Regions from separate parts of the Mus musculus genome. Here all the other regions are linked to region 3. A link is a contact called in public targeted proximity ligation data. All regions are on one chromosome and are shown on one strand. The core of a region is the stretch at or near the end of the contact, and the rest is flanking DNA. Distances in the headings are between cores, read along the strand shown.

Evidence for each region.
Region 1: a contact with region 3 is called in a targeted proximity ligation map of pancreatic cancer cells. A contact is called at or near these places in 2 of 39 promoter capture datasets (cranial neural crest and second pharyngeal arch cranial neural crest) and 1 of 130 datasets of targeted methods (pancreatic cancer cells).
Region 2: a targeted proximity ligation map of pancreatic cancer cells shows a contact between it and region 3. A contact is called at or near these places in 5 of 39 promoter capture datasets (the 3T3-L1 cell line, 3T3-L1-derived adipocytes, embryonic stem cells and 1 more), 17 of 484 Hi-C or Micro-C datasets (B cells, the Ba/F3 cell line, the G1E-ER4 cell line and 10 more) and 4 of 130 datasets of targeted methods (the NIH/3T3 cell line, T-cell acute lymphoblastic leukemia, embryonic stem cells and 1 more).

Annotation. Positions count from the first base shown.
Region 1 is chr19:6,986,290-6,988,989 of GRCm38.p6, reverse strand. Vegfb (vascular endothelial growth factor B) reads left to right here and starts at 1,339. Exons shown (of 7, transcript NM_001185164.1): 1 at 1,339-1,638; 2 at 2,174-2,216; 3 at 2,504-2,700. The coding sequence starts at 1,579. Dnajc4 (DnaJ heat shock protein family (Hsp40) member C4) reads left to right here. Exons shown (of 7, transcript NM_001357001.1): 6 at 715-801; 7 at 882-1,079. The coding sequence ends at 993.
Region 2 is chr19:7,055,408-7,058,107 of GRCm38.p6, reverse strand. It overlaps Macrod1 (mono-ADP ribosylhydrolase 1), which reads right to left and starts at 1,340. Exons shown (of 11, transcript NM_134147.4): 1 at 926-1,340. The coding sequence starts at 1,217.
Region 3 is chr19:7,605,778-7,608,477 of GRCm38.p6, reverse strand. It overlaps Lgals12 (lectin, galactose binding, soluble 12), which reads left to right and starts at 1,285. Exons shown (of 10, transcript NM_001356574.2): 1 at 1,285-1,351; 2 at 1,655-1,816. The coding sequence starts at 1,748.

The DNA.
Region 1 (2,700 bases), core at 90-2,589, 620 kb after region 3:
TCAGTGCACCATCACCACCAAGCAATTTTTTTTTTTTTTTTTTTTGCAAATTTTTTAAGTTCAGGGTCATCTTTGGTTACATATGGAGTTTGAGGCTAGCCTAGGCTACATTAAACTGTGTCTCAATATAGAAAGAAAGAGGGCCAGGCAGTGGTGGTGCACGCCTTTAATCCCAGCACTTGGGGGGCAAAGGCAGGTGGATTTCTGAGTTCGAGGCCAGCCTGGTCTACAAAGTGAGTTCCAGGACAGCCAAGGCTATACAGAGAAAACCTGTCTCAAAAAACCATAAAAAAAAATAAAAGAAAAGAAAGAAAGAGCGAGGAAGGACAAGTGCCGTATAACAGTGACAGTCCATGGTAGCTGCCAGGACCTCACCATACACTCGAATGCATGCTGTCATACCAGTTTTCTGTGGCATAGAAACCCAAAGGATGGAGCCCATTGTCCGTAGTATCTAGCAATGGAGATTACCTAAATATGCCCCCTTTCTAGTCTTCTGGGAGAGGCAACCTGATTTCAGAGCTGTTTCACCAACCTTCTTCACAGGACAGCCAGTGACTTAGGGTGCCACCTAGTTCTGGGACTTGGGCCACTTGGTGTCTGTTATAGAGAGAGATGTAAAGTTGTGTGAGAGATGCTAGAACCTGGTCAAGGACCAGGGTTTGAGGGACACCAGAGTTCGGAGACTCGGAGTTAACTGCAATTCCTTCACAGGAAGCTGGAGCAGGTGCATCGCAGCTTCATGGATGAAAAGGACCGGATCATTACAGCCATCTACAATGACACTCGGGCCAGGGCCAGGTCTGTCACTGCTCTGACTTTGCTTCCTGCTTCAGCACCACCCTCCAGGATGTCTGTCCTGATCCTGTTTTTCTTTCCAGGGCCAACAGAGCCAGGATTCAGCAGGAGCGCCAGCAGAGGCAGCAGCCTCGGGCAGAACCCTCCCTGCCTCCAGAAAGCTCCAGGATCATGCCCCAGGACACAAGCCCCTGAGAGGCTTAACTAAATGGGACCTTCATTGGTCCTCTCCCTGCTGCCTGTCCAGAACTACACGTGCAATAAACTCATTTTCAGACGCCTGTCCGATTCGGTCCTTCAGGTCACGCATCTCCTCACCCCTCCCCTCGTGAGGCAGCGACCCCCGGAGCTCGGCCTCCAGGGCGGTGTGTCCCCTTTCCCCTGCAGCGGCGGGAGGGGGCGTTTGGAGGGGACCGGCTCCGCCCCCGCCCCGCCTCCGCCCGCGGCCCGGTGGGGAGCGCGTGTTTAGGTCACATGAGCCTCTTGCCCGCCAGCCCCGGCCAGGCCCCCTGCCACCCCCCGCCGTCCCCGTTGCCCGCCGTCCCGGCCACCACCGCCGCCACTACAGGCCGCCTGCCTGTCTTGTTCCTCAGGCCGTCGCTGCGGCGCTGCGTTGCGCTGCCTGCGCCCAGGGCTCGGGAGGGGGCCGCGGAGGAGCCGCCCCCTGCGCCCCGCCCCGGGTCCCCGGGCCCGCGCCATGGGGCTCTGGCTGCCGCCGCCCCCCACGCCGCCGGGCTAGGGCCATGCGGGCGCTCCCGGCGCTCGCCCCCCGCGGGCACCATGAGCCCCCTGCTCCGTCGCCTGCTGCTTGTTGCACTGCTGCAGCTGGCTCGCACCCAGGTACGTGCGTCCGCGACATCCCGCTCGCTAGCTCGCCCGCCCGCCCGCGGTGCCCTCTCAAGGTTGGCGGAAGTGGGGAGGCGCCTGCTACCTCTGTCGAGGGGATCCTCAGTTCAAACCGGGAATATCCCTTAAGAGGTGCCCCTTGGCGAAGGCCCGCTAGTCCTAGCCCATGCCCCTGGGGCCACTCCCCCACCTCACCCCATCCCCTGGGCGGTTGTAGGGCGGAGCTGCCTCCGTGCCCTCCGAACCTCGTTTGTCTCCCACTATCCTGGCTCCTGACCTAAAACAAGCCCAGCGCTAAGGCTTGGGCTTTAGTACCATTCCCAGAGTATGCCTGGTGGGTCTTGGGCCAGGGAAAGTACCAGATGTCTGAGTATACAAGAAAAATTAGAACCAAGGTCTTGGGAACAGAATAAATCTGGAAAGGTGTCAGAAAGGCGCAGAAGCCTGACTCAAGGACGGAGCCCTTACATAGCCACAGGGCCAGCCCTTTTAGAGTGCATCTTGGGCCCAGGTATCTTCTTTCCCACAGGCCCCTGTGTCCCAGTTTGATGGCCCCAGCCACCAGAAGAAAGGTAATAATAGTTAACAATAACTTGCCACCAGCCAGTACTAAGAGGGGTTAGCACTTGCTCTGATTTCATATCCCTTATCTTGCGTGATCCCAACTCCTTTGGGCGATACCATTCCATAGAGGAAGAAACTGAGGCAGAGGGCTTAATCATTTCTTGAGAAACAAGGCAGAGAAAGACAGGTTTAAAAGATGGTTGGGGTGGTGGTGATAGGGTATCAGAGAGGCTACATGCTCAGAGGAGCTTCAGGAGACCTGATAAGAACTTAATCCATCTGGGTCTGCCCACAGTGGTGCCATGGATAGACGTTTATGCACGTGCCACATGCCAGCCCAGGGAGGTGGTGGTGCCTCTGAGCATGGAACTCATGGGCAATGTGGTCAAACAACTAGTGCCCAGCTGTGTGACTGTGCAGCGCTGTGGTGGCTGCTGCCCTGACGATGGCCTGGAATGTGTGCCCACTGGGCAACACCAAGTCCGAATGCAG
Region 2 (2,700 bases), core at 91-2,590, 550 kb after region 3:
CTCTGCTGGAATTCTGGACGAGCCCCGCAACTCCCGGCCAAGGTTGAGGGAGTGGCAAGTTCTGATTGCTCCCAAAGAAGACTGTCAAGTGCTTTAGGATCCTGGGCAGACTTGCAACAAGGGAGAGCTCTCTTTTCTAAAAAGGAACCAATCTGAGGTTACCTTCAACCCCGCTTGACCCAGCCCCCATGGTCACGCCCACTAGCAGCCCAGCCAATGGCCTTAGCCGCTCATTGGGAGGAGGATCGGCCCGGAATAATAAGGGAAGCACTGGCGCTGAAAGGCAGGGGCAGCTGGACTGCCACTCAGGGCTATTTGGGGCTCTGCACTTTGCATTCCAGTTAGCGACTAGGTCGTCCGGGACCCGTGGCCCCTTCCTGGCATGCCCGTCCAGGAGGAGAAATACTTTCATTCTTGAGGGAGTCAGTGATTCTCACAAGCCCACGCCCGATGTCAGCCTGCTCTCCAAGTTCTATGATCCCAGTCCCTCAAGAAGGAGCAAAGTGCTGGCAAGGGGCCAGAAGCCAGCAGGAGGGCAAAACGGGCACCTACCATACTCCCAGAGAGGCCCCCGAGCTGCCATTCTTGGGGCTACCTGACCCTACCTGATAGGCCAAGCTTCTACACTTTGCCTTTGCACACTCCCAGCCTGACCTTGGGGAAGTGAACTCTGGCCCTAAGCCTCAGTTTCCCTCCTGTGCATGCATGGAGGAAGGTGGCAGATCCCAGAGGATCTGGGGGTGTGGGGGGTGTGGACTACCTGGGACCATTGCTGAGGTAAGGCCGCCTTCCCCACTCGTTTAGTCAAGGGGTAACCTGGTGTAGGAGCTGGGTATGGATGTGGGCTAAAGGGGTTCCCGAGTGTCTCAGTTGCTCGTGGAGTGCCTTTCGGCCGGGGAGACCCACGCCCTGCGCTCACACTTACATTTGGCCTCCTTCCAGTCGGTGGAGGTGCTCAGGTCCACCTTCGCGGCCATGGCCAGGGGGGCCCAGGTGCGCACCCAGGCTCCACGCCCCGCCGCCCCCCACGCCCCAACTCCCGCCGAGAGCCACGCGCAGTAGCCGTGCTCGCCCAGTGCCACCAGGGGACCGCACGCACTGCCACGGGGCCGCGGGCCACCCGCCGAGCGGCCGGGCCAGGGGCGCAGGGAGACCAGCAGCTGCCCCGCCGCGCGCAGCTGTGCCAGGCGGCCGGACACTTGGCTCTGCAGCGACATGAGCAGGCGGTGCCGGGCGGCTCCCCGCCCACTCGGACTCTATTTACGGTGCTCCGGAGAGTCGCGCTCGGTCCCTTATTTACTCTGGGACGAGAGTGGCGCGTGCCAGCCCGTGGCGACCTGCTTAGAGACCGCGGGCGGCGCGCCGCTGGGCACCCTGGAACTTGTAGTTCCGTCCCGGCCCACTGCGCTCACGCACTGGTAGCACACACGTGCGCACCCAGCCTGTCTGTGTCCTCCCGAGTGTGGCTGCAGCCAACCTTCCGAAGCTCGGTGATTCGACAAGGCACTCCGTGCGTGGGTTTTCCCGCCAAGTCGGCTTCTAGTTCTTTCCGCCTAGTTGCCGTGGCTCATAAGTAAACTCGGTCCTATCGCGTGTTTTGTAGGCATAGAGAGACCTGGACTTGTGTTGGTGCCTCCGCATCACCCAGCTCTGCTTCTGATCCACAGCAGCTGCACGTTCCAGCCTGCCAAGGTGGGGCGGGGGTGATAGGTGCCGCGGACCTATGTGTTAGGGTGGGGCAACTTTTCTGAAGAGCTCGACCTCCCTTAAGCTCCAAGAGCCAAGCAGCGCCGACTGAATTCCACAGCAGCTCACAAGACATTAGTGAGATTTGACAGGAAGAAACCTAGGTGTCAAATAGGCATGGTAAGGCATACTTACAATCCAGCATTCCAGAGGGTGAGGGCGGAGGATCTTAGGAAAGTTTAGGATCAGCCTGACTTACAAGGCAGCCACATAGCAAGACCCTGTCTCAGTCAATAGGTCAGTCTAACAATCAATATAAAAAAGAGCCGGGCAGTGGTGGCGTATGCCTTTAATCCCAGCACTTGGGAGGCAGAGGCAAGCTGATTTCTGAGTTCGAGGCTAGCCTGGTCTACAGAGAGTTCCAGACAGCCAGAGCTACACAGAGAAACCCTGTCTTCAAAAACCAAAAACCAAAAAAAAAAAGGAGAAAAGGAGAGAGAATATGGATCTATAAATGTGGGTGTATAGAAACACTAGAGTAGTGACCTAAGAAGGATAATTTTTTTCTTCTTTATTTTTCTCCTTTTCTTTTGTTGTTGTTGTTGTTGTTGTTGTTGTTTTTTTTTTTTCTTCTCGAGACAGAGTTTCTCTTTGTAGCCCTGGCTGTCCTGGAACTCACTCTGCAGACCAGGCTGGCCTCAAACTCAGAAATCTGCTTGCCTCTGCCTCCCAAGTGCTGGGATTAAAGGCGTGCGCCACCACTGCCCGGCTAATTTTTTTTTTCCTCATATTCCATAATGACATATGCCTGTAACCTGTTCCCGGTTAGCCACTACTTCATATTCAGTTCCACACCAGCCTGGCCTACCTGAGAGCTGGTTGTCAGAGCTACCCAGTGAGACTCTACATTTTTATTTAAAAAGAAAGCGGGGGTGGGGGAGGGATTTAAATCCCGGGGCTGGAGAGATGACTCAGCAGTTAAGATCCCTGACTGCTGTTCCAGAGGACCAGAAT
Region 3 (2,700 bases), core at 36-2,535:
ATTCCATCAAGTGTCCAGATGTTGTCAACTGACTCCCAGGTGAAGAAGGTCCCTTTCTTGGTCTGCGGAATGGATTCTTAAGGTATTCTGCAATCGTCCAAGACCCTCCCAGCAGAGACAACTGTATGAGAACAAGGCTGGCTGCCAACCCACAACAGAGGTCCCAGACAACACTTTGATCTTGAACTTCTAGAACAGAGACAAAATAGAGTTCTGTTGTTTACACCCCACCCAATCTGTTGTATTTTGTTATGACAACCCAAGTAAATGAGTGCACCCTCCTCCCTCATTTCCCAGCAGGGCTGATGTGGGGTGGGGGAAGGGCACCACTAGCCTTGGGGACCCAGATCTGACTACAGTGCAGGGCACTATAGCCTGGCTCAACTGGTCTCTCCACCTGCCGTTTCTCCTCCCCACTGTGGCGAACATATCTCTTTCTGAACACACCCAGGATTGGATTTCCCACAGAAACACCTTCAGCTCTCCTGCCACACCTACCCAGCCACAGCTGAACAAACTCCTTGCTTGGCACCCAAAGTGCTTTCAGTTAGAACCCAAGTCAGGGTTTCTCATTAATGCTCAGTAGAATTGCCTGCAAGGCCATTTCCTGGACTTCACTCCCAAAGAGCTTTCTCCAGTAGGTCCCGGGGTGGAGACGCCACAGTTCACCTTTCTGGCAAACTTCTAGGTGGGGAGATCAGGTGAGGTAGACCTGCCCAATCCCTCCGCCAGGCCCCTCACATGGCGCTCTTATCCCTGGAACGACTGTACCAACACCCTGTGTAGCTGACATACCAGGAATTCCCTGCTGCCAAGTCTGACCCCATAGTTAGATCAGGAAACCTCCCAACGTAGGCTAAAGTTGAGGAGTTATGCTATTTTGAAAGAGGAACTTTAACTGGAATCTGAGCCAGGCCTAGAGGCCTCTCCTAAAACAGCAATATGGGTCCAGGCTCAAACACAAAGCCCAGCCATGGTCACCCTTGTGACACCGGGATGAACAAAGGGAGGCTCAAGGAGAAGTGACTTGTGGAAGGACACAGCATGTAAGAGCAGAGGCTGTGTTCCCTCTAGCCAGTGCTGCTTTGTCTGAGACCAAGGGAGCCCTCCTCTGCCTGGCCTTTGTCACTCCACTTTCTTGTGACCCTAGCTGGTCCCTGGCATTTGCAGCTAATGCTGAAATGGCCTCAAGGGACTGAACAACTTGGGGGAAAGGGGAAGAGAGGGGAAAGCAACCAGGGAATGAATGCGGGAGGAGCCAGGAACCTGGGGGCGGGGCCTCTTAAGGAACCTGCACACGTGTACCACCAGCAGCAGCAGCTTCCCTTCCTACTATCCGCTGAAGGCCCAGGTGAGCCCCAGGAAACAAAAGCCCTCGCTGAAATGAGCCGGCCCTAGGCTTCCCTTTGAAGTGGCCAAGTGCTTCAGACACAGACACAGATGGGCTAGTTAGCAAGTCCATGAGTGAGTGCCAGCTACCCGCCCCTGGACGCGCGGGAGTTTCTGCTAGCAGGTCCAGTCCAGCAAAGCTGCTGCTGTACCATCATAGCGGGGGTTGATGTGGTTCCTAGAGGTGGGCCAGTGCCCCTCCCAGGTCGGCTCCAAGAAGCATTAGAACTCCATAGCGAACAAGTAAGACTAACAGCTTGGATAGCTGTTGCAGAGGCTGGGAAAAGTGAGTCCATTCCGTGGGGAATCGCGTTGCTGGAATCAGGATCAGAGGCTGAGTTGAAGTTGCCCCTCCCCCATGTCAACTGACGAACACCTGGACCCGATTCCTGACAGCTTCATCCTGCAGCCGCCAGTCTTCCACCCGGTGAGTAAGCGTAATAAAACGACCAATCAGCTAAATTCCAGCCTGCAAGTGATTGGTCGGGCTTCCAGGATCCTTGCCTATTCAATACGCCTCTTCTGGGATAGATGGCTAGAAGAATGGAGGTGGATTGCTATGAGGGACACTAATGACTAAGGGCAGCCCCTTCTCCAAGCCTGAGGGAAACCCTCCTAGTCAGGGAGAATGTGGATTCCTCTCTCCCTCCCCCTGTTCAGTGCCCAGGAGACTTTCTGAAGCCCAGCCACGTTTTCAGAAGGCCAAACTCCCAGCAGGCACTACCACTAATGAGCACTAATTATTACTTTCCCCTGCTTGGTTCTCTCCTCCTTAGAGACCTCCATCAGAGCAGTTAATTAACACATTCTGCCAAGAGCCTGGGAACTGGAAGCCACTGGGCTGCCTGCCAAGCTGCCATGCCATGTAGAGATCCTGGCCTCTGGCTCCTCCCCCACCCCCACCCCCGCCCCCCAGGTGCCTGAGCAACAGGGCTGAAGCACCTGAAACCTCCTAGGTCCCCACAGCCTGTTGCTTCGCAAGCTAAGACCGCCACCTGGAGGGCTCCTCGGAGTGGTCTGGGCTCTCTGATTGCCACTGGGAGTTGACAAGCCACCTATAAGGGCTGACCCTGTGACACTGCCCCAGGTTCCCCTTCCAGCTTGTCTGCACACCCTCTGTGGAGCACCCACTGTGCTGAGCCTGCTGAAGAGAAAGACAGGGCTCCAATTATCTTATTCAGTGATCCTAATGGAAAAACAGCCAGCCAGCTCCTGTACATGAGGGACCAAGGGCCAAGCTAGCATTGTGAGTGAAGACTCTGAGAACTCAGAAGAGGGAAAGCAAAACGGTGTCAGGATGGAGGAACAGGA